2 separate regions of the Sus scrofa genome follow, and region 2 is linked to region 1. Evidence: chromatin contacts called from public HiChIP or PLAC-seq data. All regions are on one chromosome and are shown on one strand. Each heading gives the region's core, a stretch centred on a gene start, on an enhancer-like site or on the middle of the called end of the contact. The rest is flanking DNA. Distances are from core to core; before and after follow the strand shown. Region 1 holds the start of PPP2CB (serine/threonine-protein phosphatase 2A catalytic subunit beta isoform). Region 2 holds the start of GSR (glutathione reductase, mitochondrial).

Evidence for each region. HiChIP or PLAC-seq counts read pairs in DNA pulled down with a chosen protein or histone mark.
Region 2: a contact with region 1 is called in an H3K27ac HiChIP or PLAC-seq map of alveolar macrophages. The contact joins the promoter of GSR here to the promoter of PPP2CB in region 1. A contact is called at or near these places in 1 of 5 promoter capture datasets (fetal liver), 2 of 47 Hi-C or Micro-C datasets (fetal liver and fibroblasts) and 2 of 2 datasets of contacts at active chromatin or transcription factors (alveolar macrophages and skeletal muscle).

The regions. Positions count from the first base shown.
Region 1 is chr15:54,293,607-54,298,128 of Sscrofa11.1, reverse strand. It overlaps PPP2CB (serine/threonine-protein phosphatase 2A catalytic subunit beta isoform), which reads right to left and starts at 2,343. Exons shown (of 7, transcript XM_021075810.1): 1 at 1,869-2,343. The coding sequence starts at 1,970.
Region 2 is chr15:54,379,841-54,384,362 of Sscrofa11.1, reverse strand. GSR (glutathione reductase, mitochondrial) reads right to left here and starts at 1,799. Exons shown (of 13, transcript XM_003483635.4): 1 at 1,006-1,799. The coding sequence starts at 1,302.

The sequences.
Region 1 (4,522 bases), core at 1,094-3,593:
GCCTGTTTCAGGGAAACAAAAATACCATTTGCTTGGCAGTTCTATTTACAGAAATACACTCCTGTGTTAACAAATAGTTATTTAACAGACTCACAGATACAGAAAACAAACTTATAGTTACTAAAGAGGATAGCGGGGGAAGGGGGTGAAGAGGTAAGTTAGGAGTTTGGGATGAGCACACAAACACACGACTATATATAAAACAGGTAAAAACAAAAATGTGCTGTACAGCTCAGGGAACTTTATTCAATATTTTTGTAATAGCCTATAATGGAAAAAAAATCTGAAAAAGAATACACATATATGTGTGTAACTGAGTGACTGCTGTATACCTGAAACTAACACAACATTGTAAATTAACTATACCTCAATTCTAAAAAGTTACATATGTATGTAGACCCTAAGCAACAATACATGTAACTAAAAACACTATTCTTGGGAGTTCCCACAATGGTGCAGTGGGTTAAGAATCTGACAGCAGCAGCTCAGGTCTTTGCAGAGGTCCAGGTTTGATCTCTGGCCCACTCAATGTGTTAAAGGATTTAACTCCACAGCTACAGTTTAGATTTAACCCCTGGCCCAGGGAACTTCTATATGCTTGGATGCGGCCATAAAAAGGAAAACAACAACAACAAAACAGCTATTACTCCTCCATTCCTAAGATGCTTAATTTTAAGGGTGTGCTATAAACAACATTGACAAAATCTTTCCTTCTTCAATGCTTTTCGGAGGCATCCCGGCTTACAAACACAATGATCAAGAAAGTCTTATGGGTCATGGCTTAAAAATACAAACCAATCAAAAGCATTAAAGAATAAATAACTTTGTTACTCCTTCATATGAACCTTTTTACATAAAAATGTATTAATATTATTTAGGCCAAAAAAAAGGTGGAATGAGAAAAATAAACTGTAAAATCTGAAATAATTCGAGGTTAAGAAAACAACGAATATAGGACTCAGAAAGTGGCCTAAAATCACACAATCAACAGCGACTGTAAACAGTTAATTGCCTGCATATTTTACTACTTTTTGGAAAAAAACAACTTAAATATGTAATAGAAATAACTTTCTGAAAAGTGTTACCCTGCACGTAAAACACGTACCCATTGATCATTTCATGCAAGCAGTGTTGCCAAACTTAAGACTAGCCGTCCTGTTTCTGAAAATCAACATTTTTGCTTCCAGAGAGCTTCTCAATTGAAGAAGACCAGTCACCATCTGTCTCAACCAAAGTCAACTTCTATTTTAAAAATCACAGTCCGCCATCACACCCACCTCTCTATAAACAAATGCTTGATACATTTCAACTCGATGATTTCTGAAGGACCGAGTCACCTGAGAAAACGGCTACGTTTATTATATCAAGGGCCTTGAGATTCACAACGTCCAGGTTCATTTTCAACTACGAGATTGCCTAGATTACCCTGCCAGCCAGCTAAAGCGCGGATTGCTAGTCCGCACGGAAATACTGGAGTGTCAGCAAAACCCAGAAAACAGTCGGCGCCCCAATCACTCCAGGAGTGGATTCCGGGTGCCACGTTGCCCCCGCCCACCTACCCCGGACCCCTTAGGCCAGGACTGGGAGCTTCCAACCCCAGCCGGGTGCTGGGTCTCCAGGGGGTCCAGGAACAGCCCGGCTCCTCCCGGGGGAGGCTGCCCGAGTGGGAGACGCAGCCCCGCAGGTCCCAGACGGACGCGCCGGACAAGGGACAAGCAGGCCAGGAGAAGAGGTGGGGGGGAGGGGGGGAGGAGAAAGGGGGAGGGGAAGGAGGGGGGAGGGGAGAGGAGGGAGAGGGGAGAGGATAGGTCCCAGCCCCCACCCAGCCTGTCGCACGCCGGCCGCATCTCGCCAATTTTCTCTCTTACCTTTTCGCATAGGGTCCGCACTTGGTTCTCATTAAGCTGTTTACACTCGTTCAGCTGCTCGACCCACTGGTCCAGCTCCTTGGTGAACGCCTTGTCGTCCATGGCGACCCGAGCCCCTCCCCCGCCGTCTCCCGCCCCCCTCCCCGCCCGCCCTCGCCCCTCGCGCCGCTCCCCTCGCCCGCCGCCGCCAGCTCCCAGTGGGAGAGGAAGGAGTGGGGGAGCGCGGCCCCGGACCCCGCGCCCCGCCCGAGCCCCGCGGGCGGCTCCTGGCGCGCGGCCTTCGGGAGACCCCCGCCCGCCCTGGCCCGCCGGGCCGCGCGCCCTGGGCGTCACTGGAGGGCGCGGGGAGGTGCGGGACTTCCGCGCAGCTCCCGCCGGATTATGGCCACTTGCCGCCGCCGCCGCCTCCCGCCCGCCCGCTGCTCTGGATTCCCTTGCCCCTTCTCTCTCGCTCTTTCTTTCCCCTCCCTCTGGGTTTCCGTCATCGCCCGGGCATTTCCGCCGGGAAAAGGTTAGCAGGCGGTGCCGCCGGAGCCCGGGACTCGAGGAGGGGTACAGCGCCCCCGTGTGGCTCGGCGGAGAAACGGTCCCTTTCCCTTCCATCTTGCACTTTATCGACCAAGCTCTCCCAGTTCTTTCTTTACATAATTTTACGCAAGTCTGTACCCACTATAGTTTCCTGCAGTGCTTTTTTCCCCCTTTTTTTCTTCTTTTTATTTTAGCGTTCTGTAGAGGGGATTGGAAAGCTTGTCCCCCTCCTTGACAACATTGTCTCCTCAGAATCTATCACTCTCCCATAGCAGGTGGTCAACATTTGTTGAGAAAAAAAATAAATTCTTTCTAGTCTTACCTCTGTTATGAACTAGCTGTGAGGCACTGACATCTCGAATCCCCCCTTTCAGCATCAGAAAGATGAGATGACAGCTCTGTGTTTTACCAATCAGTGTCCCAGCTCCCTCATCCTCCACGGAGTTGACTGCAGTGTTTACTGAATTCTCATGATTTGTTCATGCAACAGATACTTAATGAGCAACTGCTAACTGCCAGATCTCTTGAACAGCTAATGCTTACCAAGTTGACTTCCTATATTATAGTTGCAGATTATTGCCACTGAACCCAAATGGGAGGCAGCCTCTTGTATCTGAAGGCAAGAACTCCCTCCAGCTCCCTCTTGGCATTGCTAGCCTCCCAGCCAGGTCCTTGGACAATCACCAAAGCTCCCCCAGCCTCAAGTTCATCATCTGTTAAAAGGGGGCAATAAGCCCTTTTCAGGTTATCATGATTAAATTCTACAAGTGCTTATCCAACAGTAGAGTTTGGGAGCCATGTTCCTCTGTTTCTTGCCTTATCCCTCCTAGGCAATAGCTACAGAAAACTTTAGAAGGGTGGCATTTTTTTTCTTTTCCTTTTGCAGTGGTTTGCTGCGGGGTCTCAGTTCTCAGACCAGAGACTAAACCCCAGCAGCATCAGCGAAAGGGCCGAGTCTTAACCACTGGACCACTAGGGAAACCCTGAGAGAGGTGGCATTTCAACTGAATTTTGAACCTTCTCCCTAAGCAACACTTTGGAGTTCCCTGGAAAAGAGGAAAGGAGTTCTCAGGATTTTGGGTTTTTTTTTTGGAAAGTGGCGGAGAACAAATGTGTGCAAGACCATGGTCTCTTTGGAAAGCTACAAATACTCCTAATAACCGAAATAGGTCCTATGGTGGAAAATAAGGCTGGAAGAGCTCCTGTTCTCAAGTGTCTTGTAAACAGCAGCAAACCAACTGCAAGACAGAACATGAAAAGGTGGTAAAACAATACGTACAGAATAGGAGGGGTATCTGTAAGATTGCAATAGATTTGCAGTCTCTGAGGAGGCTAGTCTACAAAGGTTGAAAGGAGGCTGTTTCAGCTACACCTGGTAAGTTCAGAATGAAAATGAGAGTAAGAACATATTTTCAAAGTTCCCAGAGAAGATGGATTGAGAATAGAAAATATGTCTTGAGAAGAAATGGGAACTATGGATAGTGTTGGGGGTGGGTGTCCCTCGACATAGAAGCAGATGTATTTGGAATTAACATGAGAGAATGTTTTTAGACTTGAGAGTAGGGAGGTGTTTGTGAGAATAGTGGTTCTGAAAAGTTTAGTCAAGTTATGCTATAGAGCAAATAAGAGTGTTTTCTGAGTGCTTCCTGTCTAAGTGTTTTTTTTTTTTTTTTTTTTTTGTCGTTTGTTTTTTAATGGCCGCACCTGCGGCATATGGAAGTTCCCAGGTGAGGGGTCGAATCGGAGCCCTAGGCCACAGCCACAGCAACACCAGATCCTTAATCCACTGAGTGAGGCCAGGGATTGAACCCACATCCTCACAGAGGCTACATCAAGTTTGTAACCCTCTGAGCCACAATGGGAACTCCTAAGTGTTTTTTCTTAAATATTTCTTTTTTTTTATTAAATTATAGTTGATTTATAATGTTGTGTCATTTTCTGCTGTACAGCAAAGTGACCCAGTCATATATATATATACTTTTGCTGAGACCAGCTCAGCAGCTGAGGGTAGGTGAGGGCTGAAGAACGGGTGCTGTGAAACTTAAGAGAAAGTTAACGTAAAACAAGACACAGTGGAGTTCCCGTCGTGGCGCAGTGGTTAACGAATCCGACTAGGAACCATGAGG
Region 2 (4,522 bases), core at 550-3,049, 87 kb before region 1:
CACATACGGTTACAGAGTAAGGTCTTTGTTAAGTGGTAAGAGATTGCAAACATATGAACATGTCTGCCCTTAAGGGGACATGTAGTGTAATTTAAGCATCCACCCCCACAGGAACGCATCCCCAGTGCCAGGTTACTTTTGTATACAATATTTTAATATTAACAGAGCAAGTACCTCACCCAACTCTTATGATATAAAAGGCCACACCAATAACTTGGGAACGAAACCTGTTCTTTAAATGAAAAGTTTATCAACTGCAGGATTTACAACCCTCTTTTTTGGGGGGTGGGGGATAATTTTAAAATCTCCCCTCCAACGAGACAGGACAAACAAAAGATCTGAGAACTCCTTTAATAGTATATCCTAAATCAATGCAGCCTGTAATCAGTGGTTCTCAACCTTAATTGCAATTCAGAATCACCCTAGGCCGAGGCTACCCACAGGCAGAACTTTTTCAACTCCTCAGGTGATCCGAATGTGCAGCCGAAAGTGTGAACCGCTGCTGTAAATCATTCTGCCCTTGAAAATGAAAGGAGAGGACCGCAAGTCAATGACATAGGCTCCATCCTCCCTTTCCCCCCTTCCCAGAGACGCAGGCAAGCTGCAGTTATCCAGGTGCAGTTTTGGGTTCATAGATTTGGTAATGAGATAGAGCATGGACTACAATACCCTTCCGCCTTGAGGACTGAGGATGCAGGAAAGTTACGTTAGATTTAACCACCTCCTGCCAGCGTTATTATTGCACCTGCGCTGGAACAGGCGCAGGCTTAGCTTCGGGGGCCGCGGAAAAAAAACTGTACACTTCTCTCATCTAAACTTGCTGGGATCCCGCCTCTGACTCGGGTGGGAAAGCGGAAAGGGCAGCGCCAGAGCTCACTAGGAAGGAGCACAGAACGTTTCTGCAGAGAGAGGAGGAAAGAAAGCGGGGCCTCGGGCGCGGTGCTGCAGGGGCCGAGGCGCAAGGAGCAGCACCAGGAGCAGCACCGGGAGAGCGCGGGTACTCACGCAAGTGCCGCCCAGCTTGTGGCTCTCCACCACCGCGGCCCGAGCGCCCAGCTCCGCCGCCCGGCGCGCGCTGGCCAGCCCGCCGGAGCCGCCCCCGATCACCAGGTAGTCGAAGGAGGTCGCGACGCTGCGGGCTGGGGGCCAGCACTGTGGCTGCGACTCCTGCCTGCTCGCCATGGCTCGGGGGAAGACGCTGGCGGGTCGGGTTGGAGGCGGCGCGAAGCGGGAGAAGGCGCGCGCCGCCTGCCGCCAGCTGGGGCCCGCGCTAGCGCTCAGGGTCCAGACCAGCAGGGCCATGCACGCGGAAGTGTGCGCCGCGGGGGTGCGGCCCGGGGGCGGGCCCCGGGGAAGAAGGGGGGCCGCGCGGGCACCCGGCCGGCGCAGCCTCACGGTGACTAAGCACCCGACCCGAGCGAAGGGGGAGGGGGAACGGGGTGGGGGCGGGGCTCGCTGACCGAGGCTTGGCGGGACTGGGGTGGGCAGGCGCGGAGGGGCGGTGTTGCCCGCCCCCCGTGCCCCTGGGTGCAAACCAGCCCGCTCTGCCCCAAATGGGGGTCACCTTTCCTGGATCTCTCCGCCTGGGTCTTCACCCCAGCACGAGTCCGCGAGCCCGAGTGGCATCAGCCGGATGTTGGTTTCTGAAGTCCCAAGGGGCCAAGGAGGATGAACACCTTCTTTTGTTCCCCCAGCCTTTTCTGAGCGGGCCCCTTGGGAGATGCCAGGGGCGACGAATTCTCAGGGAAGGGAGATTTGTCCACCATCGTTTTTGAGGGCGCTGTTTCTCACGGTTTGAGCAACAGACCACCTGAACCCTGGGTCTTAACCCGGATCTACTAAATCGGAAGCTCTAGGTCAGGACCTCAGCAATCTACATTTTAAACACCCCTTCTTTCCAGCTCTCAGGTGAGTTCTAAACATACTCTGTGAGACATTGGGACAGAAGTTTTTGTGATCCATGGATGAAGCATAAAGATAACAAACGTAGAGATAGAGACACAAAGAGTTCCCCCTATAGCGCAACCGGATGGGCGGCGTCTTGCGAGCCCAGGGACGAAGGTTTGATCTCTGGCCCAGAGCAGTGGGTTAAGGATCCCATGTTTCCCTGCAGCGTAAGTCACCAATGCGACTCAGATCTGATCCCTGGCCCCGGGAACCCCATTATGCCACTGGGCAGACAAAAAAGAAAAAAACACCCAGCACTTTGCTCCCAAACTGTCGAGACTGGGATGTCATTTTACAGTGTTTGGACTACCAGTTGGTAGTTGTAAATGAAGTTGGAGCCGTCAATGAAGTAGTAAGTAAATAAATCTGTGTGGCCTGAGCCTATCACCCACAAGGCTGAGAGCACTGCAGTCAGAGGACTGAAAGTTCAGGTTGAATCACAGAGAAGCTAGGCCCAGCACCCTGAAGAGGAGTGGGAACTAAGTACTCTCCAGTTAGAATGGTATCCAGTTATTTTAAGGTGTTTTGTTTTGTTTTTTTCCTGATTAAAATGTAATGGAGGGAGTTCCCGTTGTGGCTCAGCAAGTTATGGATCTTTCCTTCTCTCTGTGAGGATGTGGGTTTGATCCCTGACCTGGCTCAATGGATTAAGCAGCCAGTGTTGCTGCAGTAAGTCAGAGATGCCACTCCAGTATTGCAGGGGCTGTGGCATAGGCGTCGGCTGCAGTGACAGTTCAAACCCTAACCTCAGGTGCAGCCCTAAAAAGAAAAAAAAATGTAATAGAGGGAAAGGAAGGAAAGTTCCTCCTTCCACCAGGCTGCCACATAATAAATGTACACAAAACAACAGAGTTAGAAAAATCCCATTTTAGGAGTTCCCATTGTGGCTCCAAGGGTTAAGACCCTACATAGTGTCCATGAGGTTCAGTCCCTGGCCTTACTCAGTGGGTTAAAGATTGGCATTGCTGCAAGCTGCAGCATAGGTTGCAGATTCTGCTCAGATCTGGCATGGCTGTGGCGTAGGCTAGCAGCTGCAGCTCCAATTTGACCCCTAGCCCGGGAACTTCCATATGCTGCAGGTGCAGCCCTAAAAAGAAAAGGAAAGAAGAAAAAAAATCACCATTTTACAGCTGTCATAGTTATCATTGTGTCATTAGATATCAGTGAATATTAAAACCACTGGATGCAAGTTTGACGAGGGAAGGTGTATTTACACAATCAGAATATGTCCCCACAGATTGCTTATTAATCACGAAAGGGAAAATGGTGACTTTACAGTGGGCCAGATACCACCTTATACAAGTGATCAAAATTGAGCATTGCCAGTCATGAGACAGCCGTCATTGTGTGCCTGGTGATGTGTGACAGAGTTAGCAGTACACAATTTATGTGATATTCCTGCTAGAAATCCATAACCTGAATCTTATCTTGAGTTAGCACTCAGAAAAGGACACATTGAGGGAAATTTTACAAATAACTAGCTTATACTCTTCAAAAGCTGTCAATGTCTTAAAAACAAAGGTTATGGAATTTTTCCAGGCTAAAAATGTTGAAGAATTATGAGGACTAAGGGCAAGGTTTGATCCTGGATGGGATTCTAGATTGGGGAAATTTTCATATAAAGGATGATTGGTGACATTTGAATATGACTTGTATAATATGTCATGATACTACAACAGTGTTAAGTTTCTGGGCTTGAGAACTGTACTGTGGTTAAAAGAAATTACACACATGTATTTAGGAGTAAAGAGTCTGAGTCAGAGTAGCTTGGTTTCATATCCCCCCACAGGCACTGTCATAGTCACATAATCCCTCTGAGAGTTAGTTTCTTCTTGCAGGAAGTAGGAAGGCTGACAAAAAGGAGATGGTCATATCAAAATAGGGGAGGAATGAGCTAGCAGTAACTGGAAGTAGTAAGTAGTAAGCAGAGTGGTGCCGATTGGCTGGATGGTAGGCAGCTCGAAGAGGGTAGTGGGAGATGGGTGGAGTCCTGGAAAGCCTTGCTAGTAACCAGGCTAAGGCATTTAGACCTTACTCCATGGGCAATAAGGAGTCTCTGGAGATTTTTCAGAGATGTCTTTCTCTGGAATTAGATGAAATGGATTGAAAATAGTGAAACAGGCAGTGTAGGAGGCAAAGGTAATAGATGGCAGTATTGAGAACAGACTGAAAGAAACAGATTGGACACATTTAAGGAAGTGAAATTGACAGATTGGGGGAAGGGTACAAGAGTCAAAGATGCCAAGTCTTTTTCTTTCTCTTCTTTTTTTTTTTTTTTTAGGGCCACCTGCAGCATATGGAAGTTCCCAGGCCATGGGTGGAATCAGAGCTGTAGCTACCAGCCTATGCCACAGCCACAGCAACACAGGATCCTAGCTGTGTCTGCGACTTACACCACAGCTCACGGCAGCGGGGATCCATCCTTAAACCAATGAGAGAGGCCAGGGCCTGAACCTGTGTCCTCATGGATCCTAGTTGGGTTTGTTAACTGCTGAGCCAAGAGGGACCTCCCAAAGATGACAAGTCTTGAACCAGGAAATATGGGAGGAAAGTGATGCCTTAAAGCAAACATAAA